2 separate regions of the Drosophila melanogaster genome follow, and region 2 is linked to region 1. Evidence: chromatin contacts called from public Hi-C data. All regions are on one chromosome and are shown on one strand. The core of a region is the stretch at or near the end of the contact, and the rest is flanking DNA. Distances in the headings are between cores, read along the strand shown.

Region 1 (4,408 bases), core at 858-3,357:
TTATCAAGGTCCTGTCGCCTTGACATGCCACGCCTCGATGTCCTTCAGCCTCTTTCTCAGCCTCCTCAGCCTCGCAGCTCCTTCTGCAGCTTGCAATTTTAAACCCAAATTGAATTACTTCTCCATAGCCGGCATCGTTGGCGGTCTGTTGGGTGGGCCGTCTCCTTGATTTTCCCCGGGGGAAAGGACTGCCTGACAACCCGCATATTTGATGAGGCTTTAAGAATGTCGCCGTTTCAGCCGGCAAGGAACAGGTAAAATAGAAGGCAGGAATGTTGAGCCGACGGTGTTAATTGGTCTGGGGAACTCTAGGCTTTTCAGGCTCGTCTAAATTGTGCTAGGTGGTCAAAGTAAATAGTAGTGGTACTTAGATAAATTCCTAAAAATCCTGCCTTCTTTAAATATACTTTTCTAACAGAGAAAACAACTAACAATTCAATAAGAACCAAATTTTCTTTAAATAGTTCCAGTCTGAAATGTATTTGTTAGCTCTAAAACAACGTTAAATAGAAATAAGTTAATAAATTTTTAATATAATATATTAATATGATATTTTTAATAGGTAATATCATTGACATAAGTTAATGGCTATGCCATACATTTTATGTATTTATTTAATGTGTCACATAAACTAAATCGTGTAATTATGATTCTGATTTATGAAATCTGCTAATTTGCCTTCAACTGAGAAAAGTTCAAGAGGCATAACTTTTTAATTCGAGCATATTATTCCGCAAAGAGCAATTAGGCTAGCATTCCGGATAATTGATTTTATTCAGCCATAGAAATACAGCCGACCACAAGTGAGAAAATCTAATAAAATGTTTTGAGTGGAAAAATTTAATATAAATGTGAATTCTATTTAATTACTTCAAAACGAGGTGTTCAAGTGACGCTGAATTTCACAAATAATTCATTGGTCTTTTGAAACCTTACCCACAGCACCCAACCCTCGTTTTTTTTTTGGCATTTAATTAATTGACAAATATTTGGACAAAGGCAGCAACTGGCTGGACCAAGGCTGGCCGCAAATTGAACAATAACACAACGAGCACTTCAAACGAAATTTATTTGATAAAATATTATTTCTTCTCCCACCTCGGTAGCTTGATTTTCCAATTAAAGCATCAATTCGGAATGGGCTGAAACTAAAAAATCGGGTCAAAATCAAACCAAGCCAAAAGCAAACCAGACCAAAAGCAAACGAGACCGCGCCTTACCGAAACGAACCCAAGCTCTGTCCATCGGTTAACCGTGTTCTGTGCTCCTGACAGCTGCCGGCCGAGGGGCCAGGATCAGGGAAAGTGTCCTGGTGGAGCTGCGAGGCAACAATGCAGGCGTGAACATAAATTTCAAGCTCCACTGAGCCACCCAGAGCCCTTCAGTTCAGAATTCCACCCCTCTTTGGTCAGGGCTAAAAGTGCCAAAGTTTATTATTAAATTATGTTGGCAAATAAAACTGTTGAACGTAAAATCAATTTTGGAACTTCTCTCTGCTCCTGACAATGCCCACTGAGAAGTGTCCTTTGTTTCTGGGCCAAGTCCTCTCTCTTCCTTCTCTTTTTTTGGCATCCTGTGACCGACTGAACCCAACTAATCAAATTAGGCTTAATTTCTAAAAAAAAAAAATAAATCAACTTGCCCAAAAAACAATTCTTCATCCCGGGGGAACCCTTTTCGATGCTGGTAATCGAATATGCCCCACTCATCAAAATCGCTAATGGCTCTTCAACTCGCTGGTCGAGACCGCAAATAGCCATTGGATGCCCGAAAATCGATTCTCGATATATGGCGTGTTATATATAGAGAGACCTCTCCACATGCGAATGGATTTTTCGAGGACCTGAAATAGCGCAAGTTCCGTTTAGCAGCTGAAAACTGAAATACTCATATTGAATAGGCAAATTCCCAGGTCAGGGAGGCTAGCAAGGAGACAAGGAGCAAAAGAGATGGGCAATGGAGAGCGAAAGAGAGAGGCTGACAGCTTTCTTTATAGAATTACTTCTGGCGCAATAACTTTTCCAACTGAACGAGCCGTTGATGGAGCACACTCGCTCTCTGCGACCGCTTTTCCACCGGGCTTTTCCTCCCGCTTTTCATCCTCTTTCCATGCCATTCCATTCATTGATTTGCCTTTTGCCATGGCCAACTAGTGCAGGACACGGACATGCGACGTGGCCCAGAGAGCGAAGCAGACATGGGCCATTTCCTCTTGGCTCAATCCCCTTAACACTCCAGCGGCCGAGCGTCCACAAATGAGCCCGGTATAAAAATAGTTTGCGGTGAACTCCATTCTGTGCCTGGTTGGCCCGTTCGTAAACACTTAATATTATTTATTAAACTGTGTGTTCCTCCCAATTTGCCTAAATCTCAATTTTTAATTTCCTTTCACATTTCCCTTGACCCTTCGGCAGTCCAGTGTCCGTAAATAATAGGCTGACAATATGGGCTTGTGGGAAAATTAACTTTTAGCCTGGTCAGCTTTATTAAATTGAAGACAACAGCCACTATAAACCATGTTTGTGAGTTTGCGTTAAAGAACGGCAACAGTTTCAATACTTTGTTGCTTGTTAAGCTCGATAAATAGAATCCAATCGCAAAAAGCCGTTTAGTTTCGCTTTATTTTACCTTTAATCCTATATTTGCCAAACAAATTAGTTCACCAATCCTCGATGCTCTGTTTTAATTAGTTGGCTTTATGCAATAGTTCTATGCAAATAAAAATGAACTCTGCATCCGTTAAAATTTCAGTATTTTCAATTTGGCAATAAAGCATTTGCACCAACGATGTAAAACTGTTTGCAAACGGTTTGTTAAATGGTAAACTGTGCATGTTACCTATGCAAACATGTATATATTATTTAAAACCTATAAATGCATTTACATAAACATTTATGGACATTTAAATATTTGTTCGAAAATATGCACAACATCTATGAAATCGCAATCGACAGGAAGTTGAGCAATGCTTCCCCAAAAATGAGCACTCATAATATGAATTATATGAATTATAAATAATTTTTTTTTTAGAATTTTAATTAGACATTGCAAATAATATTTAAAGTAAAATAACCCCAATAAATTTTTCATTTTATAGAAACAATTATTTTCGAATGAATTTTGCCTTTTAATACACGTAGATTTTCATTAGTGGTCGTTTATTATTTCGAGTTATTTTAAAATATTTTGATATTCTAAGGAACCAAAGAATTTTCCTCTAAACCTTATTCTCGATTTCATTATGACAGTTCTATTTCGTATTTTAATATTGGTGCCATCTTCAAAGAGTTTTTCCATAAGAATACCAAGGTGTTAAAAGTAAGTCACCTGATCTGGACAATAATTCCTGTTGCTGTTGTCCTTGCTGCTTCCTTTGCTGCTCGATGCGGGTATTTCAGCTGCTCCTTTTCCCATTGTTGCTAAGTGGCCATGCGGCTAACCAATCACTCGAGTATCCTGTTCCCGGAACTCTTTGCTCCTGGTTCCTTGGAAAATAGAGTGAGGATAAGACAACGGCCAAACAAATGGCGGCAGGTCCGCATCTGGCTGATGGCCTCCTCCTCAATTGGCCCAGATCCTTGCACGATGATGTCGATGCCGGCGGGCCACTCAGCAATGATTAATTACACTTAATTGTAATTTATGCGCCACTCGAGCAGCAGCTCTCATTCTTCTCCATTAGTCGAAGGAGGATTCAGTGTCGGGGAATCCACTTTATTGAAATCTAGGCCTTTGGGCTCCCGCTCCTATCCTGTCTACTGTCCCCATCTGTCTCCAGCTGCCGGCAAATGTCCCTTTTGTTTCGCTAATTGGCCATTAAGCTGCCAAGATTTTTAAAGCGTTTAACGTTGACTCTCGTTTTCGTTTTCATTAGCCCGGGCTTAGGCGCAAAGTCCGCTTGACTTTTGTACCGCGGACGAAGGCCTCCTGCTGCTGGTCAGCAGAGTGGCCATCAGTCCACAGCTCCATCCAACAATTCTCCAATAAATCAAGCCGTTTCCTTGACTTTTCTTGTGGCTGTTTGCCACCGAAAGCATCGCTCATTAATCAGTACGACCTCGGTCAATGGGTAATGTTCATTTGATGGCTGCTTGTTGCAGCTCAAATATATCGGAGTTCATTTATTTTTCGTGATGATGCGGACAAAACAATTTGTTTTTCTCTAGCCGAGGTAGAAGGTTTCTGGCAAAGAAAATACATTGGAACCTGGTAAAGGTATGTTATGTGCGCGAACTTGTAAATGTAATTCATATAAAATAAGTCAGGTGTTGCAACTTTTGACAGAAACTGTAACCAAAATAAGTCTTATACTTTTCAATTAAATACATAACTAATATATTTTAAATCAATTCAATTCTTGGACCCTTTGACAAGCAAATAAATCATCATCTTCTTTTCATGATAACGA
Region 2 (4,408 bases), core at 1,265-3,764, 37 kb before region 1:
GCAAAAGAAAAAAGATATGCCAGTAAAAAAAAGTATAAAATCGATGCTCTTATAGGAAATAGAAGATGCGGATGGAAATGGCATGCCGAAGATTAAGTTGGATAGGTTGAGCGATGGGAGCTGCAGATACTGCACTTACAATCAGCTTAAGAGCAACCTACCTAGAGCTTCCCTTCCTGCTCCTACCATTGCACATCAACAACCACCAACCACCCGGCGGCGTCATCTTCTGTTGCAGCTAATTATCCCGAAGTTGACAATACGCCTCGGGCAAATCAACATGGCAATCTGCTGAATAGCTGCCAAAACAAACAATCGCCGGTCCTCCGAAAATTGGCAGGCAATAGAGCAGCGATAAGGCAAACAATGCTGCAGCATTTGATTTACCTTCCAAGTGCCCAGGAACACACACAATGTCCAATCGGAGCACAACAATCGGGTTTTGATAATTATCATTGCTTTTGAGTGTATTCGGTGGGTTGACTAAATTTCGTAGTCTATTAAATAAAGTTTGACTATTAAGCAAACTTAAAAGGCAAGATTAAAAACGTTGATTGAAAATCCGAAAGACGTTCGCAGCAAGAAGCAATTTAATTGATGTTTGAAAGTTTTGAGCCGTAAAAGTTTATTTAAATTAGTAAAATTGAAACTAAAATTTATATATGAAATTCCAAGCTCTGGTCAGCTAGCTCATCGTCCTGCGGTAATTAACGGGTTTACGATCTCGAAAAAGCAATCAACTAAGAGTATTTTCCCAGGATGTTCCGCATGCCCCAAATAAAATGAATTTTTAATAACAACTTGCCACAGCCGGGGGCAGAATGGGATGTGGTGTACCAGCTTCATGTCCATCTTGGGGTTATTTTAATTATTTATCCGTCGGCAAGTTCGACAGGAGCTTGTCTGTGGCTGCCTTGTGGTTAAAGGTTGTGTCTTTAGCACGTCCGAAAAATGCCAGCCAAACACTTGGTACAAGTGTGAAAACCCTGCTCGAGGGAGAATAAACTTGTTATCCATCATCGACAGACGGGGGAATCTAATTAGTTCATTCATAATTGAGGACGCTGCTCATCTTGGCAGGCGCTCAACTGAAGAAGGAAAATCCCTACTTAATGTCACACACTTTTCCGCGCCATCAGGCGCTCATTTGCATTTAATGGCCATGCATACATAGATAGAAGCTGAGGGCCTCAATTACGACAGTTTTGACAGCCAGGCACATGTGTCTGCGAGAGTTTTCCCCCTTTCTTTACTTTCTGCTTCGTTTAATTAAGCCGAAATTTCAACAAAGAACCCAAAGACGTACGACGCACATCAGCATTCCTGTTGACAGCTGTCTGCAGTAGCAACTTCCTCAACTTCTTTTGCTGCACGGAGGTCCTTGCAATCCTCGACGGGCATTGACAGTCCAGACAATGGCCAACAGATGAGAGATATCCGAGTCTCGAAATTGTCACTGCAGTTAGCATCTGCTCGAGTGTTCCTTGGCCACATCACCTCCACCATTTTCACATTGCATAACGAGGCAGCAACTGTGTTTAGCTGAAGCAAAACTTAAAGTTCTCGAAGAAAGTTTGCGAAAGCAAAGAACAAATATTTGTTGGGCGCATAAATCAGCTGTCTAGGCTCTAGAATTATCGCTTCTACGTGAGAATCCCATCCTTGTGTCTGAGGATTTCTTACTGCGACCTGCCAAGAGACGCCCACAGCATTTCTTGTTTATTGTAAGAATTTAAATATATGCTAAACAGCACGAAGCAGCGAATTTACTGGCTTTTACTGGCAACCCAACCAAATGGGGTTCAATGCGCCCCAAAAACCGTGGGCTTTCGAAGTTCATAGTGCAGGGAAATTGAAAATTTATCATGGCACTGAACGAAAACGAAGGGAATTAAAAAAGGTTTATTGAAAGCCTGCAAAAGAATATTGCCCTATAAGTACTAAACACTCATCAAAATATAGTACATTTTCATTTTCTTCAACAATTTTTTGTCAATGTAAAAATTGCAAATTTTCTATATGTTCGACAGGAAAATCTCATTATACGTACAGAAATGCTCGTCGAACTGAATAGGAAACTGAGGCATAGCAGCTATGTTTTCCCCAGGTCCTTCAGCATTGTTAAGGAGTTTTCGGTCTAGTAATTGTACAGAGCACTTAATTAACAACTATGCTGTGCCCTGGGTCATGTGGCACTGGCTCTGATGTTTGTTATCCTTGCAACTCGTGTTGCCGTAGGCGGAAGTGCTCAAATGACACTGTAAAGTGTGGAATACTCGACGAGTCCTTTGGTACCATTCGGTTATTATTCAGCCTGTCGGCTCGGCCTTTTCCACTTGTAAATCACACTACTTCCGCCTACCCAGACGGCCAGACAAAGAACAGACAGTCGGATGGTTGGCAAAAATGCCACCTTTTACCTTGTTGTCCTGCCAACAGGTTTTGAGCCTTATTATTGTACGGCCTCCAGGTGTTCTCCGTGTGTGTGTGGGTCTGTGTATGTGTGTTGACGTTTAATCAACGCATTTTGCCATTTAACTCTGCAAACAAAGCCAAAGCACCCAAGTGCGACTCTAGCTGGCCTGGTATTTTTCACGTCCCACCACCCATATCCTTTTTCCTTCCTGGGAACTGCGGATCAGAGGCAGAGGTCCTTGTTGACTTATGGAAGCCTCCGGGGAACGAAGCGCGGATCGCGAGCATTTGTTGTCCACTTTTATTGCCAATTAAATGCAGTAACTGGTGTCACAGTTGTTCCTTCTGTTTTCCTATCCTTTCCCATTCCCCAACTGTTTAAATTTCTTTTAGCCCACACTTGGCAGATGCTGTGTTTATGCTTTCACTTTGCCCGATGCTCGGTGAAAGCATCTAAATTAAAGCTTATAGCTTATGGAATGAAACATTGGGACTCAAATGGGATGTGCTTTAAGTAAATTTTCTAAATTGTGAAAACAGTCTAATGTACACCTAACCTTCTTTAAAATATAATTGCGTTGTTCAAAATCACTTAAAAGATTTAGAATAGAATATTACGTGTAACAATAGGCTTTGGTTAATTAAAATTAAAAAAATGTTTTAAATATACATGAATCAAATTACTGGTATAAAATGTGGCATGGATTTTTCGCGTTCGCATGTTTTTTGTTTAAATATATACATATATATTGTATTTGGATTGTGTAAATATACATTGAGAATGTGGAAAAGACAGCAACTAAAATTTTTTATTTAGTAATTCCATTGGGGCACTTTCAATTTTTAAATGAAAGATGTTGGTAAAGTTTACCTTAAATTAAGTGGAAACGGGCATTTTTTTAATGGTTCTGGCCATCTCCGGTGGAGAATATCGCAGAGTCACGCTTCCACTTCCGGACTGTTAACTGCTTTTTAATGATGCCACTGCCGCCAAAGAATCAGCGACATGAACATAAACATTAACATCAGTGTAATGTTCTGAATCTGGGCAGCAGCTGATGGTGAGTTTAATGAAAATTCACTTGACATGAGATGGCATTTCGTGTAAATTTTATAATCTTAAGTGTTTTTTATTGTCCGGCGCAATTCGCTCGTGATGTTGAGCATCAATTAATTTTGTTTACTGTTCACTTATGGTGCATTTCACGTGGAAATCCCTTTGGTAACCCTATCCTTGTGTACATACATATTTAGCTGGCGAATCGATATAGTTTATGAATAAGTAATCGCACTTCAGTGCATTTATATTGCCGCCTGGAGCGCTTGTTGCTTTGGTCCAGTTAAATATTTACGCAATTTGAGTTATGTTCGAAGTGCCTATGGTAACCTTAATCTAAGCATGAATAAATTAACTTTTGTATAATGGATATACATGATATTGCGCATACGCCCCGTTGCTTAGCCCGTAAGTATTTTATATTTGTGGCATTCTACGACCACATTTGAGCCGATTAAAATAAAGTTTCCATTTCAAACAATTAACAATTTTAAAGTTATTAAGCAGCTTACGCACAACACACAGACACACACACGTGCAGCAAGAACAAATTTAATTAAACAAAAAGTTCCAGGTACAAGCTGCAAAAGTCTGAATACCAACGAGGAAAATATTTATATGGCGTCGGCAGTTTTATGTTTGAATTAATTAATTGCATTTGTCAGCGGTTTCGGGTCTGCTTTTGAGCATTTTATTATGGCCTTCATTATGGTTATTTATTCTCTTGGCAATAACGCGCAAAGGATACCAAGCTGGCGGCATTTCGTATCCTTTGAATTCTGCGAATCCTTTCCTTCTGCCAGAGTAATTGCACTGGGTACGCGGTGATGTACCTTTTCGTATTAATTAATAAATTAATTTACAGAACTCAATTGTTCAATCGAGTAAATAGTTGGAGCCACCAAAGGCAAAGGCAACCGCCGGAATGCCAACATG

Evidence for each region. Hi-C and Micro-C count contacts between places; a contact is called where the count stands out from the background.
Region 2: a Hi-C map of the Kc167 cell line shows a contact between it and region 1, with 4 times the contacts expected there. A contact is called at or near these places in 11 of 107 Hi-C or Micro-C datasets (the Clone 8 cell line, the Kc167 cell line, the S2 cell line and 5 more).

The regions. Positions count from the first base shown.
Region 1 is chr3R:14,168,325-14,172,732 of dm6, reverse strand. Dop1R1 (Dopamine 1-like receptor 1) reads left to right here. Exons shown (of 6, transcript NM_001260163.1): 6 at 1-4,408. Among named protein-coding and RNA genes, the nearest start is that of CG3199, 7.8 kb to the right of the region's middle.
Region 2 is chr3R:14,205,472-14,209,879 of dm6, reverse strand. All of the region lies in intron 1 of Dop1R1 (Dopamine 1-like receptor 1), which reads left to right. Among named protein-coding and RNA genes, the nearest start is that of Dop1R1, 7.1 kb to the left of the region's middle.